2 separate regions of the Gossypium hirsutum genome follow, and region 1 is linked to region 2. The links are chromatin contacts, called in public Hi-C maps. All regions are on one chromosome and are shown on one strand. The core of a region is the stretch at or near the end of the contact, and the rest is flanking DNA. Distances in the headings are between cores, read along the strand shown.

Region 1 (7,232 bases), core at 3,356-5,855, 230 kb after region 2:
TACTTTTGTAACCTGAAAATAAACAAAATCAAATATGGGATATGAAATTTTATTCAAACATTTTAAATTGAAAAAGCACACACAAACACACCTAGAGGTGACCCACAATATATAGGCCCCTGTTTTGGAATTTGAGGGTTGGTTCAAATGGAATGAAGCTTTTAAGGTAACCAACTTATATTATTTATATCTAGCTTCCAGAAGCTGAAAATAGTAGAGACCTGGTAATTTTTAAGGTAAAAAGACCTGTTTAATCTCTCTTAATTTTATAATTCAACAATTTAATCCTTTTTCAAAAAAAAATCATTACAATATTTTAAAAGTAAACAAGTAAAGATAATAAATAATGATATTCACGCTTTCTGTCCAAGAACCCGACATGAAAAAAAGGGAAATAAATATTAAAAATAAAAACTCCAGAGATCTTTTCAATTTGACACATATTTTCAACTTGATAAACACACACAAAAAAAAAAAAAAAAATTCCCAACCCACTAACGCATTTACTCACCACCCAAACCATGGTAGTCGATATTGTATTAGTCAGAACACTCTATTCCAATAGTAAATCAGAACAACAAAACTTAAGTTTCGTTCTGTTACAAATTTTGGTTGGTGCTAATCGTACCGGTATGTACCGATTGTTTTCGCTTGTTTCAGAACATGGTGATTCAATACTAAAAAAATTAATTTTAAAATATATTTTTATTTAAATTTAAATTTTTATTATTCATTTCTAAAAAAATAAATTTAAAATATATATTTTGAATTTTGAATTTATTGAATTATGAATTAAAAAAAAATTATGAATTGTTTTATATGGTATGGAATGATCTTTTTGTTTAATTTATGGAATTTTTTTTGCTTCTTTATCTTAAGTTTGTTTAATGATGAATTATATTTTTGAAAAATATTTTATATAACAAATGAGTTTTTCTTTGATATCTTAAAATATTACATATGATGAGATTTGAACCCATGCCACTAACATTTTTAGGATATTTTATTTACTATTTCAACCGAAACTTTATCTTTTATTAGTATTTTATATTTGAGATTTATTTAATCTTATTATTTAATATTTGTAAATACTTTATATATATATATTAAATATCTTTTTAAATAGCGATAAACTTAAAACGATATACCAAAATAGATTAATATCGATACATACCTGTATAAATAGAAAACTGGTACGTTTACCGGTATAATACTGATTATCTTCGCTCAAACCCATTGAATCAAACCTCAAAAAGAAAAAAAAAACTATCAAAACAATAACATTTGAAACAAGGACAAAATCAAAAAATTTGTTTAGAAGGATCGAAATAAAATTATAAAATTTATGGTGCACAGTTAAAAATTATATTAGAAATGATTTAAATTAAATTAATAAACTAAAAAAAAGTTAAATTTATAATATTTTTATTTAATCAAATGTTAAAAAGAATTAAATTGAATTTTTTAATTTTATGAAGGGGCTATAAAGCAAGTTTCCCATTTAACAATGGGCAAGGCCCTATCCCTTTTGCTGCGCTAGTTTTTAGGTATAAAAATAAAATTATTATTACGACATTAGTATAGAATTAAAAAAACTTTATATGCAAGTTCAAGAAGATATTATTTATCATTTATTTATTAGTTTTTTTAAGTTTTAATGTAATTTAAAGATATTAATATTTGCTTCATTCATCGTGTAAATTTTTTATTTTATAAATTACTTTAAAATATTATAATGTTTTTTTAATATTTTATCACACCTTTATAGAATAACTTATCAATTTAATATTTTATCACATCTTTATAGAATAACTTATCAATCCTTAATTTTAATTGTGGAGTCTAAAAATTTCAGTGACAGTATATTAAATATTATTTTAATTTAAAGACATTTTTAAAAGTTTTTAGTACTATTTGTGAAATATTTTAACTCGAATGATAATGCACGAAATAATTATCCACAAAATAATATACTCTCAAAAGAAAAAAAAACATATGATACACATCCATGATTAGGGTGAAAACAATATTATAAACCATGGGTTGTTGAATCTAAAAAAACTTTATTGACGGTGTATCAAATAATTACCACATAATAATCAAACTATTATATTTCATATTCTATTCATATAAACCATGAAACATTACGTTTGAAAGAAATTGTAAATATCCAACTACTTGTTCGATGTAAACAACTTTTGACCATTAAATATATGAATAATATTTGGTACACTACTAGTGGAGTTTTTAAACTTTACAAGTAGAGTTAAGAGGTTAACAAGTGACATGTAAGGATACAATAAAATATTAAAAAAAGACACATAACAATTTTTTAAGATTGCTTGTGAAATAAAAAAAAGTACACTGCCAGTGTACTAAATACTAACCCTTAAATATGATAAAATATTTAGTACATGTTAGAGGAGTTTTTAGACTTTACAAGCCAAGTTAGGAGTTAACAAATGTTCTATAAATGTATAGTAAAATATTAAAAAATAAATATTTTTCAAAAAGAGACACATGTCTAATTTTTTAAAACTGCTAATGAAATAAAAAAAATTCATTTCTAATGTACTAAATACTCACCCTTAAATATAAGAGTAATTATTCTGTCCACTACTAGTGGAGCAAAAACTTTACAAGTAGGTCTAAGATGATACCAAATGTTATTTTTAATTATTTAATTATAATTTTATTACACCTTAAAAAATGAATGACATCAACTTAAATTCATTTGTGAATTTATTTTATTTTATTTTATTAACATTGTATAGAACTATAATCCTAAATATATATTAAAAAATACATTATTCTTCATCAATATGATAGATATCAAATTTTACATACATCTTATTTTAATAAAATCAACCATGGAATACTTAAAAAATAAAAAGTTACATATATTTATTTAAGGTTATCAACACTGTAGATCATAACTTTCCCTATTATATATTTTGAATGAAAAATTATTTTTCCCAAATTCTGTAATTAGTTTTTACTAATAGACAATTTTAGCCACAAATATTTAGGGTACTTAATTAAAAAAAATTTAAAAATATTGCTTTTGTGATTTTCTCTATTAACTTAGCAACTATAAAAAGAAATATAACTCATTTTGAATACCGTAAGAGTAAAAAATAATAATAGCTTGATAATTGAGTGTTTAATTGATTAGTATAAGTATTGTTATCAATATAAGAAGACATAAATTTGAGTGTATTGAATAGCATTATCCTCTTATTTATAAATTAAAGAAAAATTATAAGTAATTTTAAATATTATATCAAAAAATATATATAATTACAACCTATAATAAATTTGTTAAAATAAATAAATAAATAAACCACTTATCGCGCATGAAATATCTAAACTTGCTCTCAAAAAAAAAAAATACTAAACTTTATTCAAACTTCGTTAACAGACAAAAGTCGAAACCGTGTGGGTCCCACCCATATCCCCCTTTAGACCAAATCCTCGTAGACTTTTTTGCGCACGGTCGAACTGCATGCTGGGCCCTACTTACCCCACCCCCTCAACATTTTCTCTCCCCATGTTTCACTTCAGGATCGTGAACACCACGCTCTTGATGTATGACTGCCGCGTGTGGATAATCCACATTAGAAGATTTGAGAATAAGGCGAGTTTGATTGGAGCGTGACAGAGAGGAATAGCCAAACGAGGAGTGGGACCCACCTTCTCAGGAAAACCGCCCACCTGAATATGGAAACTGCTCTGACAAGGATATACCGTCGAATTTAAAAACGCAACACGTATATGTATATTTTTCTTTTTCTTTTTATAAAAGTATTTAATTTAACACAATATGCATATATTTAGTTTGATTCACTCAATTATTGGATAAAATTTTTGTTCCTTCTTAATTTTATCATTTAAATCATAATGTATTTGTCTCTAATGGAGTGAGGGGCTGGCAAAATTATTATTTTTTATTTAAGCCTAAAAATTTAAATTAATAATAAAATTATATTTTAACCTCTAAAACTGATAAAAATTAATTTAATCTTTAAAAAATTATAAAAATATGAACTATTAAAATAACTAAATTATATTTTTATCATTATAAAAATATACAAATTAATTTTGACCTAAAAATAATTTTCTAATTTTGCCGATGTTTATCTCGTCTGTTTTTTGTTTTATATAATTTTCCTTGTATGTTAAAAAATGATTTAATAGAAGTTTTACTTTCGTAAATTACAAAAAAAGGAAAAATGGTGGAAGGCCAAATGTTTTTGGTATTACCTTGTTTGGACGTAATTAGGTATAATAAAAAATGAAATGGTAAAATTTATTTGGTGAATATGTGATATTATATTATATCAATTATTGAGATTATATTGGTGATTAAACAAAGAAGAAATGATGAAAAGGCAGGCCAGCTAAGTTTGACAAGAGACAGAGGAAGGAAAAAGTGGAGAGATTTCATAAGTCACTTTCAACCTGATTAGCAAATAAAATAATTAAATTAAAAAATTGGACAATAAATCTAAGGTTAAATCAACTACTCTTCTTATCTATGTATGGTGCTGTGTCACTTTGCATGGTTGGATATTAGCTGTCAAATAAGAAAACAATGAACAAATTATTCATTTTTATTTTTTATTCATTCCCCTCCCAAAACCTTATAAAAACGTACTTAACTCTCACTGACAAACCCCATTTCTTCCACTCTTCCTCACTTTCTTTAAGCCTTCACCAGTGTTTAGGTTTAAAATTTGCAGATTTTGAACTAAAAGGATTTTGATTGTTCCTTAAAGTTTTCACCTTGTTTAGATGTAAACAAACTGACATGTTTTTGGCAATAAAGGTCCAGTCTTTTTAGTCCCACAAAGAAGATTGCTGTTCTTTTTAATGTTTTGTTGAAGAAAAGTAGGAAAAAAAAAAGGACAAAGAAAAAGAAAAGAGCTGGCTTTCGGACTTTGGGGTGTTGATAGTTTGGTTGAAGAAAGTGAAAACACTGAAGCAGAAAGCTTTTTACTTTGGGGAATTTTTCCCTTGTTGAATTTGGGTATTGAAAGTTTTCAAGTTATAGTACAAGGCTTGAGATTTTTGCTTTTAGCTCTTTGGCCAATGCAAACTTTATGTTCTTGGTGAGTTTGCTCAAATCCTATCCTAGTTATTTTGCTTTAAAGCAGCTTTGTTTGTAGTGTTAATTCAATATATACGATATGTATTGCATACATACATACATACATTAGCTATTAGCTATCTTATTTTGGGGTTTTTCTTTTTTGTATTTAATACTACTCTGTTTTTTCATGAAATTGGAGTTCTTGCTTTTGAGTGTAAGCATACTATTTCTTTGTATCATTTGTAGTATACTTGAATGTTACCTTGAAAATTATTTGTTTAATCATAGTTCTTTTAAGTGGCATAATGTTTGATTGGTATCATTAAGTTATCAATTCAAAATGCAAATTGGATTTATTTATGGTTCATCCATGCATGGGAAATTTTTCCATAAACTGGTCCCACAAAAAATCATTCTTTAGATAATCAGGGGTTTCTATTTATTTATACTATGACTACTTAACTGAAGCTTGATGCTTTTTCCACCGTTTGATTGTCGTGTATGGAATCAAATGATGTCACTGGTTCGTTTGTAAGTTTTTGTCTGTGACATATTGCTTCTGTTTTTGACTTATTCCATGAATTATTTAATTAACATTTTTTGTATTTTTCCCAATTTTATTTGCTTTTTTTTCATTGATTCATGCAACTATTGTCTGTTTGTAAACCGACAGTTAATACATAATTATTGTTTTAAATTATGTTATGATTAAATTAATGGATGAGATGTTTATAAAATTTTGTTTCTATTGACATATAAATGCATGATTATCCTCTGACCAAAGAAAGGAAAATTTTTTTCCCCAGTATTCAAATAATGTAAGGGTGTCTGATGTAAATTATATGAAATTTGTTTTTTTTTTTAATTATGTACTGAGAATGAAATTTAAGTTCATTGTTATTCTTCAAATTGGATATATCCTACCATGGATTCTTCTCTGACTAAAATTTAATAGTCCACTATGAGTGTTTAGACTATGAGTGCCCAGATACGGATATATTGAAATCTTTTTTTTTTCGAGATTTTCATATATTTCGAGGGTTTTATTGCATTTAGGTTTGCTTTATATATGGATGATTCCGTGTTAAAATAGTTGAATGTAGATGATTTCAAAGAACACAATTGTTGATTAGATGATCGTTTACTTTTGTGATGAATGTTGTTAGATAATCGCGGTCTTTAAGTCTAGTTAACTTACTGTCTGTAATATCTTCAATGATCCTTTTCATTGCTGTTCAGCTTTAGATTATTTTCGTTGGTTGCATGGTGCTATTCCAGTGTGTGATTCTTTTTTTCCCCTCACTTTTTTGAAGCAGTGAAAACGGGATAGAGGTCAGAACGATGATGGAAAACAAAAGGAGCCCTTGCTCTGTTGATCATAGCAGTTTCACTCCTTTGGCGTCGAAGCGACAGAAGTCCGACTTATTGATCTCGACAAAGGTTTTCAGCTGCCTTTACTCCCTTTTATGTCTCCTCTATATTTATTTCATAGCTATACTAAGGAATCCCTCCAGTGCTCGAAAAATGATGGGATAGTCATTTCAGTTTGATTATAGTTTAATCTCCATTAGCTGGGGTTGGCTACATGTAACTTTCCTTGATTTACAGTGTTTCACTTTAATTAGCAGATCGACTCATCTGTTATATTTTTTTCCTTTTCTAATTTGTGCTGAAAACCTATACAAACTTTTAGAGGAAAATAGCAAGGTGATGGTAACCTTTTCTTGGAACCAGATGTATAATTTATATTGGCATGGTGTGAAATATGTTCTTTAACTTGTTTTAGGGGTTATATTCCTGAATGTTGTTCAGAATGCATCTTCAGCCATTACTTATTTTCATTTACGGGCAATTCTGGTTTGGTTTCTAGAAATTCAGATTTGATCTCTTTATGTATAATCTTAATTTATTCTTTCTGGCAATAGGATAGGAAAGATAAGGTCGGTGAACGCATTGTCACTCTGCAGCAGCTAGTTTCGCCATACGGGAAGGTATTTTGGCAATTAATTTTTCACATTGGAAAAAGCAGCAATACATTTATGGTGCTAGCATAAAATTCGAAATTTATAGCTTAGTCGGTTGATTCTGGTGGAGATTGGCTTGAGGTCAAGTCCAATATGTTGTTATCGGTTAAAAACTT
Region 2 (7,098 bases), core at 3,731-6,230:
GTCAGGTCTGTGGTGTTTTGTGGTTTTTGTAGGTGGGTGGTTTTGTTTTTGGGTGTGGGTTGTTTGTCAAGGGTAATATTTGCTTTTGTCTGATGTTACGGCAGTTGCAATTTTGTAATTGCCTTACTGAGCAAAAAAAAAAAAAAGCAAAATAGAGACAGGATATATTACAATATGAATCATTTTTTGTTATTTGATTTTTAAAAGATTAACATTTAATCTAATCAGGTTATACAAAAAATAAAATTCAACACTTAAAATAAACTGAATAATAAAGATTTAGTTTAATACCAATATAAAAAAATTCAATATATGAGCTAACAACAAAGTATAATCAAGATATACTTGTAATTAAGCCATGCCGGAGATCCAAGGCAGAGTTGTAGTACGTAAGGGGATCGTCAGGGTAATCAGAGCAGGTTCCATGCTTTGTCCATTCATGTTTCCAAAATTTGTAGTTTGCAACCAAGTTATGACCATTAATCAAGTTTGGCCATAGTAATGTTAAGTCTCCTAGAATTGGACGTAATATATTCTTTTAAACAACAAAAGATTTTATTAGAGACCTGACAAACTCATTCATTCAAATAAACGAAATTAAATTGATGATGAGCTTACTGGGAGATCATTGGGAGGAGTGGGTTATCTTTGGGGTACAAGGATTATTTTTATTGTAAGAAGGTATTGCTTCGTCATTACCATCTTGAGGCTATATACCGTGAATTGTGAAGTCAGAAGGAATAGAAATTTTGCAAGTATACGTTCCATTACATGCAACGGTGGCTATTGGGGACTAAGTTTGTAGAAACTTATCGTGGGTGGCGGAGCTGGCGCCTTGACTTGGTGGTGGATGAGTGTAGATATGTTCAAGCTAGAGAGTTGTTAATATAATCGGAAGCAAGCTAAGAGACAAACTACCACAGCAGACAGTAATAAATATTTCGATATCGACCACATTATACCACAAGGGAAGATTTCTATAAAGTTGTCTGTTCCATTATTCAAGGAGTCGATCTTTTTATAACACTAGTACGCGAATAGGACGACATACACATATGATCATTTTTTATTTATTCATCTAACTACCTGCTTCTTGTCTTTTTCCTTTCCTTATCTAACTCCTTTTTGTCTTTTTCTTTCTAACCACTTTTTTTAATTTATATTTTTAATTAATATCTCATTGGTGACAACTTGCAATTAGGAAAATATTGTTGAATTCATCCTTATGAATATTAACTTTTACTATTTAAAATTTGGCACGCGAAAATTTAATAATTATAATATGGTATTAAATTTTATATTATTGATACATAAAAACAGTTCAGATTTGGTTGCTACCACCCATTTTCACTCTCTTGAAGAAAAGATAAAAATAAATTTGAAAAAGTCATTATATTTATTAAATATCCTAATTTATTTGTAATCTATGTAATATTCAGAAACACAAATGTAAATAATGATAAATTTATTTTGATTAAAAAATAATAATAAATTTAAATCATTTGACAAAATAGAGAATTTTAAATATACTTTATAAAATACATTTCATTATCGACAAATTGTTTTAATTAAGATGATGATTTAAGTTATCTGCAATTTTTTTTGGTGATATCCAAGTCTTGAACTATTTATCATTCACGTTACATCTTATTATTAATCAAATCTATTTTAAATAGTATTATTTTCTAATATTGGAGTCAACTAAAACATAAATTTAATAAGTTTTTTTAGTTAAAAATATAAATTCAAATAAAAAGTAATTTTAAATTCACAGTCACATAATTAACTAGTACTAAATATACAAAAATAATAACATAATTCTATAATGCAAATTTATGATTAATTATATATATTAACACAAATATGGCAATATTTAGTCCTAGTATAGTTAAATGTGTGACATCTGTCACAATCTAATTGACTGTGGATTTCCATTAATATATTTCTAAAATTTTAAATTACAGTTTCCATACCTAAAACAATTGTGTTCATTGCACCTTGAATGCTTCAAATTGCAAATTCAGACCAATGATATATTTGTGTATATTTTTCAACTCTTTAATTAATTTTTTTTATAATAATGTTTAATATACATTGTTACATTTATTCTTTTAAGGTTTTAATTTACTTAGAAATTCTTAAATTTCGACTAGTTAAAAACGTCTCTTTGAATGGACAATGTGTTTATCTATAGTTAGTGTAAAGATAGCAGTAGCGGTGAGATTAGAAATTATAGCGATACTATAACGTGAAAAAAAATAGAGGCTAAACGCACCACACCGAAAGTAAACGTCCATCCACAGGGCCCCTAAATAATGTAGTTAAAAAGAATTACAAACTGATAAAAAAGAAAACCTTTTTTGCTCGGCTAGAAGATAAATTTTATTAAAGGAAACCTCCATAAGAACAAGTCGGTACATGCAAACAACAACCAAAACACCGTCAAGGTGAAACACTCGTGTTGGAAAATATAGACATCACATATATAATAAAGGTAATTACATGTTATTATTTATTATCATAAAATATTAGCCTAATTTAAAAGTGAACTAATTTGGTTAAGGTTTATTGGGCTTTAGTTATTAAATAAAATATGGACTAAATATATGTAGATACTCTAGTAACTAATTTCTAATTAATGATGAGCTGATTAAAAATTAGGTTAATGTGCAAAAGTTATATATTAAAGTTATGGTCCCCAAATTACACATAAGATAACTTTTCTAATATCCCATCTTCAGAAAAGAGAGAGCCGCATTTTCTAAATTTCTTGTGTGCTAATTTGGAAGATCAAAACCCCAAGATCAGTAGATTTGAAAAAATCGATGAATTCAGGTATGCTTTCGCATCTACATTTGTTCTTGATTTGTTCTTGATGATTTGACATGATAAATCTTGGTTTATAGGTTTAAGTTTATATCAAACTTTGTTTTAACGGTTCTAACAAGTGGCATCCAAGCCTTATCATGTTGAATAATTAAGAATAAATTATTTTTTATTATATATAGATTAATTCATTCTTCAAGTTTTATGGATTTGATATAAAACACTTATACACATTAAATCTTTTAGATTTATGTTAAAAGCTTTAAGGTTTAAAATAGAAATTTCACAAAATATAGGGTTGATACGTCGAAACTTTAAGTTTTCCTTTGAAATTGAAATTATTGTTGACCAAACCCACGAAATTTCTACTTTCAATTATTGATTTTGTCTTTTGTGAATTATTATTCATCCATTATGGTTAAAAAATTTGATTTGATTTATAATTATCTTCTATGATTATTTAGATTTAGTGGCTTGAGCTGCTATTTTTTTTATTTGGTTTTGGATTCAGAAATAGATTGCGATTTGCAATTCTAATTTTCTTTTCGGTAATATTTTTTTTGGTTCATTAAGTATTATTTATTTATTTATTGTTTCTTAAGCTTGTTTACAGTAGAATTTTAGAATAATGTCTGATTTTATTTTACATGAACTGAAATTGATTTTAATGGTACGGTTATAAATTTTGATCGAACTGATTTGATGGGTATTGTTTTAATTTATGGGGTATTGGAAATAATAGGAATTGTATTGAAAAAACATTGGGCTCAGAACATGAGTAAAATGGAATAATTCTCTCTGAACTCTGGCAACAATTCTTCTCGTCTGGTAATAGATGATGGTGATGGGTCTCGGGCGGATGTGGACCATAATACAAAGAAAGGCTGTTTTAAAGAAGGAAATGGTGAGGAAGATACTGACGTGATGGTTGAATCTGGATCGAGTCCAAAGATATCCTGGAAGGATAAACTTCTGGGATTAATCCTGAAGCGATTGATAAAGAAGAGTTGGGTTCTCCTAGTGTCGATGCTGATGATGATCTTGAATTTATAGAATGAGACATCCACAGATCTATCGTCAAAGGAATTCCTGACATTGATTTCTCATAAAGGATTCAAAAAATACTGTTCCAACAAATGTAACTCACGGTAGTCATTAAACTACTTGGAAGAAACATAGGGTACGGGGCCCTTAATAATCAAATTAGTAGCCTTTGAAATCCTACCAAGCCATTCCATCTCATAGACATTTAGAATGGATATTATCTGGCTAAATTTCAATCCACGGATGATTATACTAAAGTATTATCGCAAGGGCCTTGGCTGATTTATGGTCAATATTTGATAGTTCAAGCCTAGACAAAAAATTTCAGCCCCTTACAACCTTACCCGAGCATGGTGTTGGCATGGATAAGGTTACCAGGTCTTCCAGGTTTTTTATACAAGAAGAAAATTATTGAAGAAATTGGAGGTACGATTAGGAAATTAGTTCGGTTGGATTTCAATACCGATAGCAGGATTAGAGGCCGGTTCGCCAGGATGGCTGTCTGCATCAACTTGGACAAGCATTTGATTGCTCGAGCCCTCGTGAACGGCAGAAATCAGAGAGTCTAATATGAAGCGTTGCCGACCATTTGCTTCTCTTGCGGGAAGTACGGCCATACCAAGGAATTATGTGCTTTGATGCAATCAGATTCTGGCCTAGAGAAGGAGCAGGAGAATGGTACTTCGACGGAGACGAGGAAAAGAGGAAAATTCTTGGATTACAGACCATGGATGGTGGTTGAGAGGAAAAATCAGCAAAACCCTCGGAGTGATATTCTAATTAGAGCGGATATTAAGGGAAAAGGCAAATTGGGTTCCCATTTTGGTGCTTCGGCTAATATGGAAGGTTTGGAGGATTTGGAAAAAGAGCATAATAAGGGAGCTGAGGGAGAGTTGGCCGCTTTTCAGGGGAGATTGAAGGCTGGAGATTTTGTTGAAGAACAAAGACATAAATATCGGGGTAGCCCTAATTTTAATAATAGTATGCGGCTTGGAGGAGATAATTTGGGGTGTTGAGTCTATTAATTTACCTTTGGCTGACCAAGGAGTTAATGGGTCAGTGGGCTGGTCTTCTGATGTGGGGGTTTCAGTTATTGGAGCTGAAGATCCATCTTTTAGCAAGCAAATAAACGATCCTAACAGAATTAATCTGTCCCAAGCCATTAATAGAGTGGGCCCAATCTGCACAAACGCAAGCCATATTTCGACAGACCTAGGGAGTTCTTCTAAGTCCTCATCTGTTTCTGTTCTTAAGACTACGGATGGAAATGTTTTTTATAAAACACATTCTTCTAATTTTAATTCAACACCCATTAATATTTCGTGTCCTAATCCTATTTTTGTTGACCAGGGGGCGAATTTAAATGTGGATTCTGCTTTGACTCCCAAACCTGCTTCTTCGGTGCCAAAGTCGATTGAAGTGCAGGTTATCAATTATTCTGATGACTTAAGTCCCACTGAGCATATTGTTGTTTCTTTTAAAGAAAAAGGATCACCTGATGGTGTCAATTTGGAAAAGGCCCCACTGCAAAATTCTGGTGCTAGCAAGACTTGGAATACGGGGAAAATAATTGAGGGTAAAGAAGGGAGTTTTCAGGCCACTAGGAAAATTAATAAAATCCCTCATGAGAAAGGGAATAATATTAAATTAAAAATTCTTCCAAATTTTCTTTGAGTGACTCTATGGCAGGTTGGCTCAGTCTGTTACCACCTTTCATAGTGCTGACCCTGATGTTTGTAACAACCTATTTTAGTGAAATCAGAATAATGCTTTCGGAATCACAAATTCGAGTCGAAAATAAAATTTATTTTTATTTTATTACATGGTCCATATTATGTTAGAAATGTTATGTGAAAATTTTGATAAGAAAATTTTACCGATAATGTTCTTAATTACGGGAAAGACCAAATCGCATAAAATGCAAAAGTTGAATTCTAGTGGCTAGAAGATTAAATAGCTATGGAATTTGAAACTTGAGGTCCTTATATGGTAATTAGGCCATTAATAAAAAGTTAGTAGATATTTTTGGATGATTCATCCATGGAAAATTAGAAAAAGGCTAAGGACTAAATCAGAAATCAAAATTATTAAAGATGATAAATTAATTAAATAGAAATAAAAATCATTTTTATCATCTTCTTCCTCAAAATATTCCATGGAAACCCTAGGAGAGAGAGAAGAAATTTTCTTGGCCAAATTGGGTAAGTTTTCTTGTCCTGTTTTTAGTAATTTTGATATTTTTGAAATCGGGATAGCTTAATCTATCTATTTGGGGGATTAATTTGAAAAGTTATCAAAGTATGGAAATTAGGTTATAGATGAATATGCTGAAAATTTAAAATTTATGGTAGAAAACGAAAAGTTGTTGATAGATAAACAACTTTTACAAAGTGATTTTTGATGAAAACATGATTTAGGTACTAAAATGTAAAGTTGTGAAAATTGAAGAAAAATTCTAAATTTGATAGAAAATATGTGCTGTAAATTCTACATTTTATGGAAATCAGGTTATGAATGAATATGCTAAAAATTTAAAATTTATGGTAGAAAATGAAAGGTTGTTGATAGATAAATAATTTTTACAAAGTGATTTTTGATGAAAATATGGTTTAGGTACTAAAATGTAAAGTTGTGAAAATTAAAGAAAAAATTCTAAATTTTATAGAAAATATGTGCTGTAAATTCTACATTGAAATTTCGGTTAGGCTTGGAATAGGGAGTAAATTGCACAAATTTCATTTTCCGAGCCTAGGGACAACTGGAATTTATGGAAAAGTTAGGGGCAAAATAGTAATTTTATCGAGGATGTAAATTGATTCCAAATGAATATAAGATGTTTGAATTTGATGTTAAATTTACTCATATAGATCTGGACAGACCAAATTCGGAGCTAGAATGAGGAAAAGAGGAAAATTTCGGATTAGTAGATTTTACGTACACGAACATTTGTCGAGGTAAGTTCGTGTAACTAAATAGTGTATATTTATATGCTTGAATTAAATGTTGTGTTTGTGAATTGTATAAATATCATGTATATATATATATGACATTGAAAATATATCTGACAAAGTCCGATCAACGATAATGCCTGAAAAATGATAAATGATAAAAATATTACTTTTATTCTTGAAATGAATGTGGAATGTGTTTATTTGAATTATATGAATGTTATGGATGTATGAAATAATCACATGCCCGATAATGCTTGAAAAAGTTTAAATCTCGGTT

What was found. Hi-C and Micro-C count contacts between places; a contact is called where the count stands out from the background.
Region 1: a Hi-C map of leaf shows a contact between it and region 2, with 2.8 times the contacts expected there. The contact joins the promoter of LOC107896788 here to the enhancer-like site in region 2. A contact is called at or near these places in 13 of 34 Hi-C or Micro-C datasets (callus, fibers, hypocotyl and 2 more).

The regions. Positions count from the first base shown.
Region 1 is chrA10:81,671,567-81,678,798 of Gossypium_hirsutum_v2.1, forward strand. It overlaps LOC107896788 (transcription factor bHLH153), which reads left to right and starts at 4,606. Exons shown (of 5, transcript XM_041078882.1): 1 at 4,606-5,111; 2 at 6,406-6,532; 3 at 7,018-7,083. The coding sequence starts at 5,092.
Region 2 is chrA10:81,443,626-81,450,723 of Gossypium_hirsutum_v2.1, forward strand. No RefSeq gene overlaps it. Among protein-coding and RNA genes, the nearest start is that of LOC107896791, 38 kb to the left of the region's middle. Within about 2 kb of position 4,981, at least 9 of the 9 cell types and tissues checked have an H3K27ac peak or open chromatin away from gene starts, as enhancers often do. A contact at or near this core is called in fibers, hypocotyl and leaf, where this site is marked.